2 separate regions of the Mus musculus genome follow, and region 1 is linked to region 2. A link is a contact called in public Hi-C data. All regions are on one chromosome and are shown on one strand. The core of a region is the stretch at or near the end of the contact, and the rest is flanking DNA. Distances in the headings are between cores, read along the strand shown. Region 1 has its middle 22 kb from the start of E330032C10Rik. Region 2 has its middle 14 kb from the start of Gm30420.

What was found. A called contact is a pair of places that touch in the nucleus more often than the background predicts.
Region 1: a contact with region 2 is called in a Hi-C map of CD8 T cells, with 2.3 times the contacts expected there. The contact joins two enhancer-like sites. A contact is called at or near these places in 3 of 484 Hi-C or Micro-C datasets (B cells, CD8 T cells and nephron progenitors) and 2 of 115 datasets of contacts at active chromatin or transcription factors (astrocytes and large pre-B cells).

The regions. Positions count from the first base shown.
Region 1 is chr17:73,271,030-73,275,666 of GRCm38.p6, reverse strand. No RefSeq gene overlaps it. Among named protein-coding and RNA genes, the nearest start is that of E330032C10Rik, 22 kb to the right of the region's middle. Within about 2 kb of position 1,631, at least 82 of the 459 cell types and tissues checked have an H3K27ac peak or open chromatin away from gene starts, as enhancers often do. A contact at or near this core is called in CD8 T cells, where this site is marked.
Region 2 is chr17:73,007,635-73,012,738 of GRCm38.p6, reverse strand. No RefSeq gene overlaps it. Among named protein-coding and RNA genes, the nearest start is that of Gm30420, 14 kb to the left of the region's middle. Within about 2 kb of position 2,463, at least 66 of the 459 cell types and tissues checked have an H3K27ac peak or open chromatin away from gene starts, as enhancers often do. A contact at or near this core is called in CD8 T cells, where this site is marked.

The sequences.
Region 1 (4,637 bases), core at 382-2,881, 260 kb before region 2:
GCAATACTTCAGCAACCGTCTAGCCAGCATGAGAACCTGTCCCTGCACACAGAGAGATAGCATGAGGATATATTCCTGCACACAGAGAGATAGCATGAGGACCTATCCCTGCATGCAGAGAGTTGACCCTACTGGCTACTTCCATCTTTGCCAATCCCCAAATGGAGGCATTGCTTGGTCCCCAGGAATGCCATGAATGAATTAGCAGTGGTTCACAATCTGTGACATCCTGAGCAGCTTGAAAATAGACACTGCTTGCAGGTCGTAACACTACTGGGACATGTGCATCTTTCATTGGGTGGCAGTCACTCGCTATCTCTGCAGGTCGCTGCTACTACTTTCTCTGCCGGCTCCTTTCTGCATGCCGCATGCACATGTGCCACCTCATTAATCTTCAAACTGCCCAGAGCAGCTAGCGGAGTGGAGGATATGGGGAGTGACTGCAGGCTTCTTTGATCCAGGACAAACATGGCACTCCTCTTTGCTCGGAAGGCCAGAGGGGACTAGAACATGGTTCCAGAAGAAGCAGGCCCATACAGGCTCTAAGTGTCTCTCCGTGAGGCTGGTACGCAGTGGGAGGACATTCACGGACAATGTTTCCTAAAGGAAATGTGCAATTTCGTGACTGGATCAGCTTGAAGTCTCTGTGCTTGATCGATAGGGATGATGAAGAGGGAGGCTGAAAACCAGGGTGAGGATGCGGCTAGTGGATAAATGTTTTTTAACTCGGATGAGATATCTGTCAAGGTAGAAATAAAAAAAGGTACAGAGAGATCCTTTTCTAGGCCTGTTGAGTGAACATCTTGACCATATGCAGGCAGGCAGGCAGGTCAGTAGGTGTCTGGAATGGAGATGTTAATCATACAGGGCTGCCTAATCAGAAGGAGTCCAGAAAGGCAGTGAGCTCAGTGGGCTATCTGAGTCCAGAGGAGCCACACAGTCAGTAGACTAGAACCTGAAAGTCAGGCATAGCCACAGAATAAAGTCGACTAGAATAAAGCTTTTGATAGACACCTGCCCCGGCAAAACTGAAGTCAGAGAAGCGCTCAGGACAGGCCTACTCAAGGTCAAATCTCCTGAGCCATTGGACCATAAATATTTATTTTTATGATTAAAAAATGTACATGTATAAAGATGTTTAAACAGACTTTCAGTATAGATTTTTATTTTTTATTATATGTATGGGGAGCAGGTATGTGCATCTGAGTGTGGGTGCCAACAAAAGATGGAACAAAACATTGGATCCCCATAAAACTGGAGTTACTGGTAGCTGTGAGCCGCCCAACATGGGTGGTGGGGATAAAACTCCGGTCCTCTGGAAGAGGTTCAAGAGTCTGGCCTGAGTCACTGAACTTTACATTTCTTGGGTTGCCTGAGTCTGCCATGTATTACAACATGGCAGAACTCATGCATAGATGTTCCAGCAGTTCCAGAAAAGAAGTCCAGGGAAACTTAAAGAAAGCGTGAAGCCAAAATGTACTTATCAGGGAAGAAAAACCTATGAGAAGCAGGCTATATCAGGCTGTAGCTGGGATATGCCCTCTTGGTTGGTGATCATACCAGCTGATGAGCACCAGCCAACAGAGAATTGGTGTCTTTATACTTCCTCTTTGTGGTCTAGAGGCATGAAACGGTTTGTGAAGAGAGGGGTGGTATGTTAAACTGTCTTCCTGTGCCACGCCACGCTGAACAGAAGCCACTGTGTAAAACCTTTGTAGCCAGAAGGGGTCGAATGTGGGCCATATTGGCCACCAAAGGCTTCCTGGAGAAGGCAGAGTGTACACAAACCTGCAGAATCCCTAGGTACGACAGCGTTCACCCTGTTAGTTGGGGGTGGGGTCAACAAGCAAGGAAGCAAGGACACTTCAAAGTCCAAGATGGCTCCAACTACCATCTGTGGGACACAGGAAAAAGGAAAGTTGTCCTGTGTCCCTCTCCTCCACCACTCCTCCAGCTTCTTTTGCCAGTGGGAGGGTTGGGTTTGGTTACACGGATGGCCGGTCAGAAGTCTGAGCTGGTTTCATTTGAGCTTTTTTTGTTTTTTGTTTTTTGTTTTTACTTTGAAGGGGTTAGTACAGGAAGATAGGCAAGGGATGGAACACTTCTTGTTTTCTTCTGTAGGGTCAGATCTGCCTCCCCTGTACAGCCATTGGGCAACACGGCCATGGACCCTCCACAGGCTGTGTGACATTTGTTGTATTATGTCCCACTTCGGGTTTAATGCCATATTTATCTTATTAGAATTAAATAGCACAAATTTATTTATTGTCTTAGAGTTCCTTGGTCAGAAGTGAGACTGGGTGTCCGGCATGGTATATTTTTGGGTAGACGCCCTATGGTGGCATCCATTTTCTTGCCTCTTTTCATCTTCTAGAGACAACCTGTGTTCCTCCACACTTCTCCCCTTCATCCTTCAAAGCTGGTGAAAAATCTAGTCTCTCAAATCTCATAGCAGTAACCTTCTCTTTAACATCTATCTTCCATGGGAAAGGTTCCACATGCCTTTCCTTCTGTTACTGGAATGACTAGTCTGACTTTATAAGCAGAAAGGATGGTTGAGAACCCATTTCTGGGGTTCCAAGGCACTGGCACTCACTGGTTCTGATGGGACTGTCATGGTAGGTGACAGGAACATGTTTGTGAGGGGAAAAAAAATCACACACACCCCTCAAACAACAAAGCAGCAATGTAGAGACTGATTTAGGCTTCTCTAACAACTGGGTCTAGTGAGAGTTCACTCCACAACTCCCATGTTCCCCCTAGGGGCAGAACCCCAGTGACATAAGAATTCCTACTAGCTCCTGCCTCTTCCATAATGTTTCCCTGCCATTTCCAGGCTGTGAGCTCTCAACACGTGAAGCCTGGAAGGAGGCACACCACATTCAATCCGCAGATGGACCCTTGCTCTTCCATTGGCTTACCCTACCTCATCCAGATGACCACCTCCTCATCTGCGGGGCAGTCAGGTAGCATCCTTCATCCCACCCACAGCCTTATTGGATCTAATGCATTTGCGTGTTTGGGGTTATTGGTAGGTAGACCCGTTTCAGGGGAGCACTGCTGTGCCTGCCACAGTTCGCAATGTTATTGGGCTGATGGCCTGGCTTATAATGTTATGTGCCCTTGGATATTGTATTTGAACCCTTACTCCAGGCCTTCCAGATGTGAAGGGGGATCGGTGGGGAGCAGTGTTTGTCATAATGATGAAGATGGAGTGGGAAGAAGCAGTGTCTACAGGTTTGGCTGCCATATCCCCACTGGACAGTTTCCATGACACCCCACTCGGTGGTCCTGTAGAGGAACAAGTCACCTTGCCCTTGCCTCAAACCCAGTTCTCTGATTCCCAATACTTTGCCCCTGTTCTGATGCCATTCCTGCCAAATAGCTAAATTCCAGCTCCTTCCATTTTCTACCTTTACATAAAAAGCACAGAGCCAAGGAAAGGATGGAGCCTCCTACTCATCCCAGGCCTCCCAGCCCAAGCGGTACAGGCGCATCAAAGGATGCCAACCCCCCAGGAAACTACAGCTTGGATTACATCATCCTGCAGCATACCATTGCTAAGCAACTGTGGGCTCAACATCTGTTTCCATGGAGATATCACATCATCACCATTGGCCAGGCAGGGCTGAGAAATACATAGGAAGGGATGAGTAAGCCGAGCTGTGTCAGAGAATGACAAAATCTTTGTCATTCTTGTGGGAATGAGGAAAAGTCTATCATGAGAGTGAAAGGTAGGTGAAAGTCAAGGGTGCTTCAATGAGAAAAGGGGAAACAGGCATTGGATGGGATCCGGCAGGGTCCCTGGACAGATGGTATACCCTGGACCAACTCTCCTATGATGTGGCAGTAGCTGGGCATCTTGTTCAAAGGTTCATCACAGAACCCAAACCTGTGCCTCCCTGCCTAGGACTCGCCCTGCTAAAAGGAAAGGCACTACAGACCGCTGATGCCTTCCTAAGCTGAAGTGGTCCTTGCTCCACTAGCTCCATCCATGGATGGAGGCTCTCATTCACAGCTGACAGACCCTGCTATCATAGGCTGCAGTCATACCGTGAGGATGCTGGAAGAGTGGAAATGAATAGCTGTGCTGTGTGCCAGGCCATATGCCGCCTGTGTGCTGCAAGCCGTCTCCATCAAACTTCAGATTCTGCCTAGGGAATGGGATCTCTTCATCTTCAGCCAAAACACTGAGACTCAGACGGGAGGTGCAGCTCCTCCACGATTGATAAGAATCTGAAATACGTAGACATCGCAGGGGGCCAGCCCTCTCAAAGGTCGGTTCATTTCCTCTTCACGTGCTGTCCATTGGTCTCTAGCTGTCAATCAAGAGATGAATCTGGAGTTCTTTTTCTGCTGCACCCTGCTCACTCCCTATCCTCACTGGGCTACATAACACCTCCAGAAGCCAAAGTCAGACACTCAAGGATGAGTTTATGGAAGACTGGATATTGAAACAAGATGCCCAGGAGGGGTTTTCCTTGTGTCCTGAATCTGCTGCAGGATGTTCAGGAGTCCACATGCACCAGCCCCTGTCTGCAGACTCTGAGAGAAAAAACCCTGACTGACATGTGAACAGAGAATGATAGGCAGGATGTGCCTGTGCACACTCCTCCCCACCTCTTCAACACACCTCA
Region 2 (5,104 bases), core at 1,214-3,713:
TCCTGTGTGCTTCCAGCTGGTGACCTAGAGAGCCTCAGTTTCGAGCCCTGCATCTGTCTGACCTAGGCTTCCAGGGCCTACCCGGGTCACATGGGACTCTTTTGGCAAAAGCCAGCACTAGCATTTGCTTTAGCTGTTTTCTTTTCCACATCATTGTTTCCATAGGATGTCTGCCTTCCCAAAATAACACCGGGGCATTCCAGGTAAACTCAACATCCGACTAAAATCCCCACTCAGCAGCAGCCCGAGGGCCTCTGGCTCTCCATTGTTTTCCTCCCTTCCTCTAATCGCTCAGGCTCAGAGGGATGGGAGTTTGGGCACAGGTCTACTGTGGAGCCTGGCAGGGAGAAGCAGAGGAGATGGGAGGGATTTAACCAAGCCTACTGACCTCTGCTCCCCGACCCAGGTTAACAGCCATGTCTGTGGCCTTCTCAGTGCCCGAGGAATGCTATGGTGGCACACACAGTATAGTTTTAATGTTCCTAATGAATACAAATGTTACATACCTAGTAACATTCCTGACTGGCCTTGTTGGCTTTGGGAATGTGTCTGCTATGCCTATGTGCTGCCTCTTGGATCCCTAGTCCTGGACCATTTTCTGTCTTGTGGAAATTTTCTCTGTGATAGATGTGAGCAAGCTGAGTTTTGTCTGATACTTGCTTTCTCTCTACCACTTTCTAAGCATTTCCTGTAATTTTCCTTGATCTGTCTGACAGTTCATGTCCAGGAGATCCATTATTGTCCTGATTTAGCAGTTTCACCGTGTCCTTCTTTTCACTGAAAAAGAAAAAGAAGCCAGCTAACAAGAGATCCTAGGGGCCAGAGCGATGGCTCAGTGGGCAAAAGAACTGCTGAGCAAGCCTGAGTACCTAAGTTCGAGGCCTTAGAACATAATAAAAGCTCAGAGCCAATGTGCGGGTGTTTATAATTCCAGTGATACCATGAGTAGATGGGAAGGAGGATGGGAGAATTTTGACCTAGATCAGAATACAAACAGAAGAAAACAACAGAGACTCTGCTGTAAGTGAGAGGTGACAACTGACTGACACTCAAGGCTGTCCTCTGACTTCTACATGTGTGTCATTATCTGAACATGCACACATACGAACACACATACACATGCACACATGAACACACACATACACACAAACACAAACATATATACACATGAACAAACACACTAACACACATATATGAACACACATACACACACATGAACACATACCCACAAACACAAACATATATACACTCGAACAAACACACTGATATACACACATACGTGAACTACACACATACACATGAATGAACATACCCCCCCCACACACACACACATCCACACAAACACAGATCTTGGCGCATCAATCCCTTGGAGAGGTGACCCCCAAAGGTGACCCCCAAAAGTCTTTCTGTCTGGGACCCCCTTTGGTCCACTCCACCATGAAGCCTCTTCTCTGGCCCCACTTTAGAGGTTTGGGGGATGTTGAACAGTGAGTATGGTGTGTGGCTGCCACGGCGATCTGTTCTCATTACGGAAAACTTCCAGCACAGAGAGAAACAAATGGGATAGTGGCGCGAAACCACTGAGGCTTCGACAGGTGTCTTTCACTTCTTAGCTCCGGTTCATCTGCTCTCCTGCCCGGGCCGTGCTGCTGCCGCATGTTTTATCCGTAGCTGTCTTAGTCTGCATTTCCAGAACATCAGGGTCCTTAAGAAGCCTTAACTGTGATATCTCAACACGTTAAAAGCCAGACAATTCTTTAATACAGTCATGTTCAAATTTGTCCAATTTTCTCATTGTTTTACGGCTTGGAAATTTATTTCTCAATATTTGTTTTGGTAGAAAACTTGTCAAAGACTTAAAAGTAGTTTATCAGTGTTAATTTTTTTTTTCGTGTCAAGGATTCATCCAGGGAGCTTGTTAAAATGAAGATTTTCAAATTCCACTTGGTTGTAGAGGCCCCAGATATTCTCTTATCTGTGCATCTCTATCAGAACTCTGGCCACTTTTCCTGTCCTTGTTAAACTTTTTGTCCTTCCTTTTTTAAGTGCCTTCTTATGTTGTTATATATTGTGATTTAGTTGCAGGGAATATATATATATATATATATATATATATGTATATATATATATATATATACATATATACACACACACATATATACATATACATACACACACACACATATATATGTATATATATACACACACACACACACACATATGTATGTATGTATGTATAAAATATCTCCTGCTCTCCTTGTCTGGCATTTGCTTCTGCCTGGAACAGGCTCTATGGCACCCCTTACCCCTCTTCCCTTAATTGTCTCCCATCCATCTTGGGGTGCCTGGCTTAGCACTGTGTCCTCTCTCTTGCCTTCTCTAAGTATGATTGTGGGTCAGATGTGCCTCCTGTCTCCTCTCCAGGGCCTCATCTTTCCTTCCACAACAGCAGCTTTGTCACAGTTCCTGGCCCTGCTCTTCTAGAAGACCAAAAACTCCCTGAGAGACTCTGTCATCTTGTTTACCCATGTAGGCCAAGACCCACCACGGACCTGGCCCACAGCCAGGGTTTGGCAAATCATCATGGAAACGGAAACCAAATTCAGATGAAAGTTTATTTCAGCCACATAAACTAGGGACAGATCCACTAACAGAAAACACCCAAGCTTTGACTGTGTACTGTATAAAATCTCAAGCATTCTCATGTCTGGGCAAAGCACACACTTTAAACATCTATTTACGGGATGTTTTAAATCACATTTGCTGGCTACGTGCTGTCTTTTCTTGGCATCCACGGAGAGCTATGCAACAGTTATCATTGAAGAATTGAGAACAGCAAAAAAAGTTTCATCCATTAACTTAGTTCTTTCCTTTCATTGGGGAAAGGTGCTCACCCTCCATATGTATATCTGGATCAAGGAATGGCAGCCATGTTCCCTCTTCAAATAGAGTCTCCTGGTGCCATTGCTTAAAGAGACGTCTCCAGCCTTCCCCCAAGCACACAGTTCTTTCCTGTCACCTTTCCCTGCTTCTATGAAGCACCTTCTCAATGTGAGATTACCTATTTGTTCTTGATTCTCCCACTTACTGCTGGCACCCTCCCCTTATAACTCTGGGAGGATGCTGGAGGGGGACTCCAAGCACTCCAAGTACCTTCTTCTAGTCAGCTCCTGGAAGGTCTACCATTCTCTTGAACCTGACTTGGAGTAATTCTCTAATCATACTCTGCTCTGAAAATTAGCCATTCCTTCTGCTTCTGCTGAGAAGTCGGGGCAGGTAACATTTTCAGAGAACTTTCAGTGTCCAATCCTGATATAAGGTTGTTTTTCCTAAACTTTCTCAGCCATTAGAGAGCTACAGCATTGCCTCGTCCTGTTTGGACTTTTGTTTCTCACAACCATTCGATCCTCTAACTCTTCCATGTGTACCAGAAAATGGACAGAGAGCACAAGGCAGCCTGTATTCACCTTTTCTGTGTGGTGGGCTAAGAGTCACTTTGTGCTGGGAGCCCTGGAGCCCAGGAGAAACGGCTTGCAGTTTCCTCCTCCGGTCACCAGGGGGAGATGTACATTCCAGAGTCCTCCCCCAATGCTCTTTGGGAAGCTGGGAAAGTAGATAGTGTGTCCCTCCTTGGACATCAAGCTGCACACAGGCAGAAGGACCTCATGATTACATAAACACATTAAATGGAGACCCACAGCCCTTCAGAGACTCACAGGCAGTCACCAGTGGGGAGGCAGGGCAGGAAGTGGTTTCGAGAACCACTCCCTCTGCTTTATAGACCAGAAAATAAAGGAACCTCTCTGGTTAAAATCAGAACCAGCTAGAACGCACTCTGCCCATTCTCCCTTCCCGTTCCACTATGCTGATCCATCTTTGATTCTGGCGTATTCTGGGTGTGGGTATCTCCCGGTGTGGAGAATGGCTGGACACAGACCAGATTCCCCTGGAAGACAATCACGGAGAAGGCAGGGAGGGAATTTAAGACTCGATTTTGAATGCCTTGCCTTGGATCTTGATGTTTAATAGTTTTGGGACGAGGCCAGGGCCCCAGACTCAAAGTCACAATCATAATTTGGTATGAGTATCTCTGTACTGCTTTGCAGCATTAAGGATTTGATGAGGTAATCCTAGCACACACCTAACAACGCTGAGACACACCGTAGATAAGCGCTGTTTAGTCAAAATTGAGTTTTGAACAGACTGGCAAAACCGAGGGCAGAGGTGGGACAGTATATGTCCACAGGGTTTCTCCAATCATTACAAATAATCCCGAACTCTCACAGTGCCGATACAGCTAGTGTTTCGGGTCTCCTTTAGCGAAGCATTTGCTTCGTGCTCGTGGAATGCTCTGCTCTTCGATGCTGCCATGACCATGGCCATCTCTGGGGAGTCGGCGTTGGTTCTCTGAGCCGCTTGCACCCCAGGACACGAAGTTCAGTATCCCCAGCTCTTGACTTGATTATGGCTTCAGGAAGGACGCCTCTTTAGGATGTTTTGTGCATATTCAGCAGCAGGGCAGCTACCGTGATATATGTGACACTCCTAGGAGGCATTGACAGGTTTGACTATACACAATGTTACTCTAGCCCAACGGAACCCAGACTGGCTAGTACCATGATGAGGCAAGGTCATAGGTCAGGTACCAAGGCATTCAGATTATTTCCTCCCTGCTACAGGTGCACGAGGCTGAGCAACCATCTGGGAACAAGGAAAAAGGGGTCCAGTGACACCCATTCACTCTCCTGAGAGACTAGCCCAGATGCATAGGCTCTGGATAGTGGGTCGTCCATGTCTTCTGCGGGATAAAATGGCATCTTTGTCTCTCATGGGATATTTATTCACAGTCTCTTGAAACCTCAGAGCAGTCTGCTTTCCTCAGACACAGGTTGTCCAAATGTGCCCCGAGGCAGAGTCTTTGATGCTTGTCAAGTAGGTTTGAGTGGGTAGAGGCCAAGCTACCCACCACCGTCTCTTCAAAATGTCACCCCTTTTGGTGGCTTGCACGGTTGGTTTTCAGTGCAATTGAAATTCCATACCTAAAAAATATGTCTGTAAAATGGCCCATTACGGACAAAGGTATGATTGTGGATCCCTGTCCTAG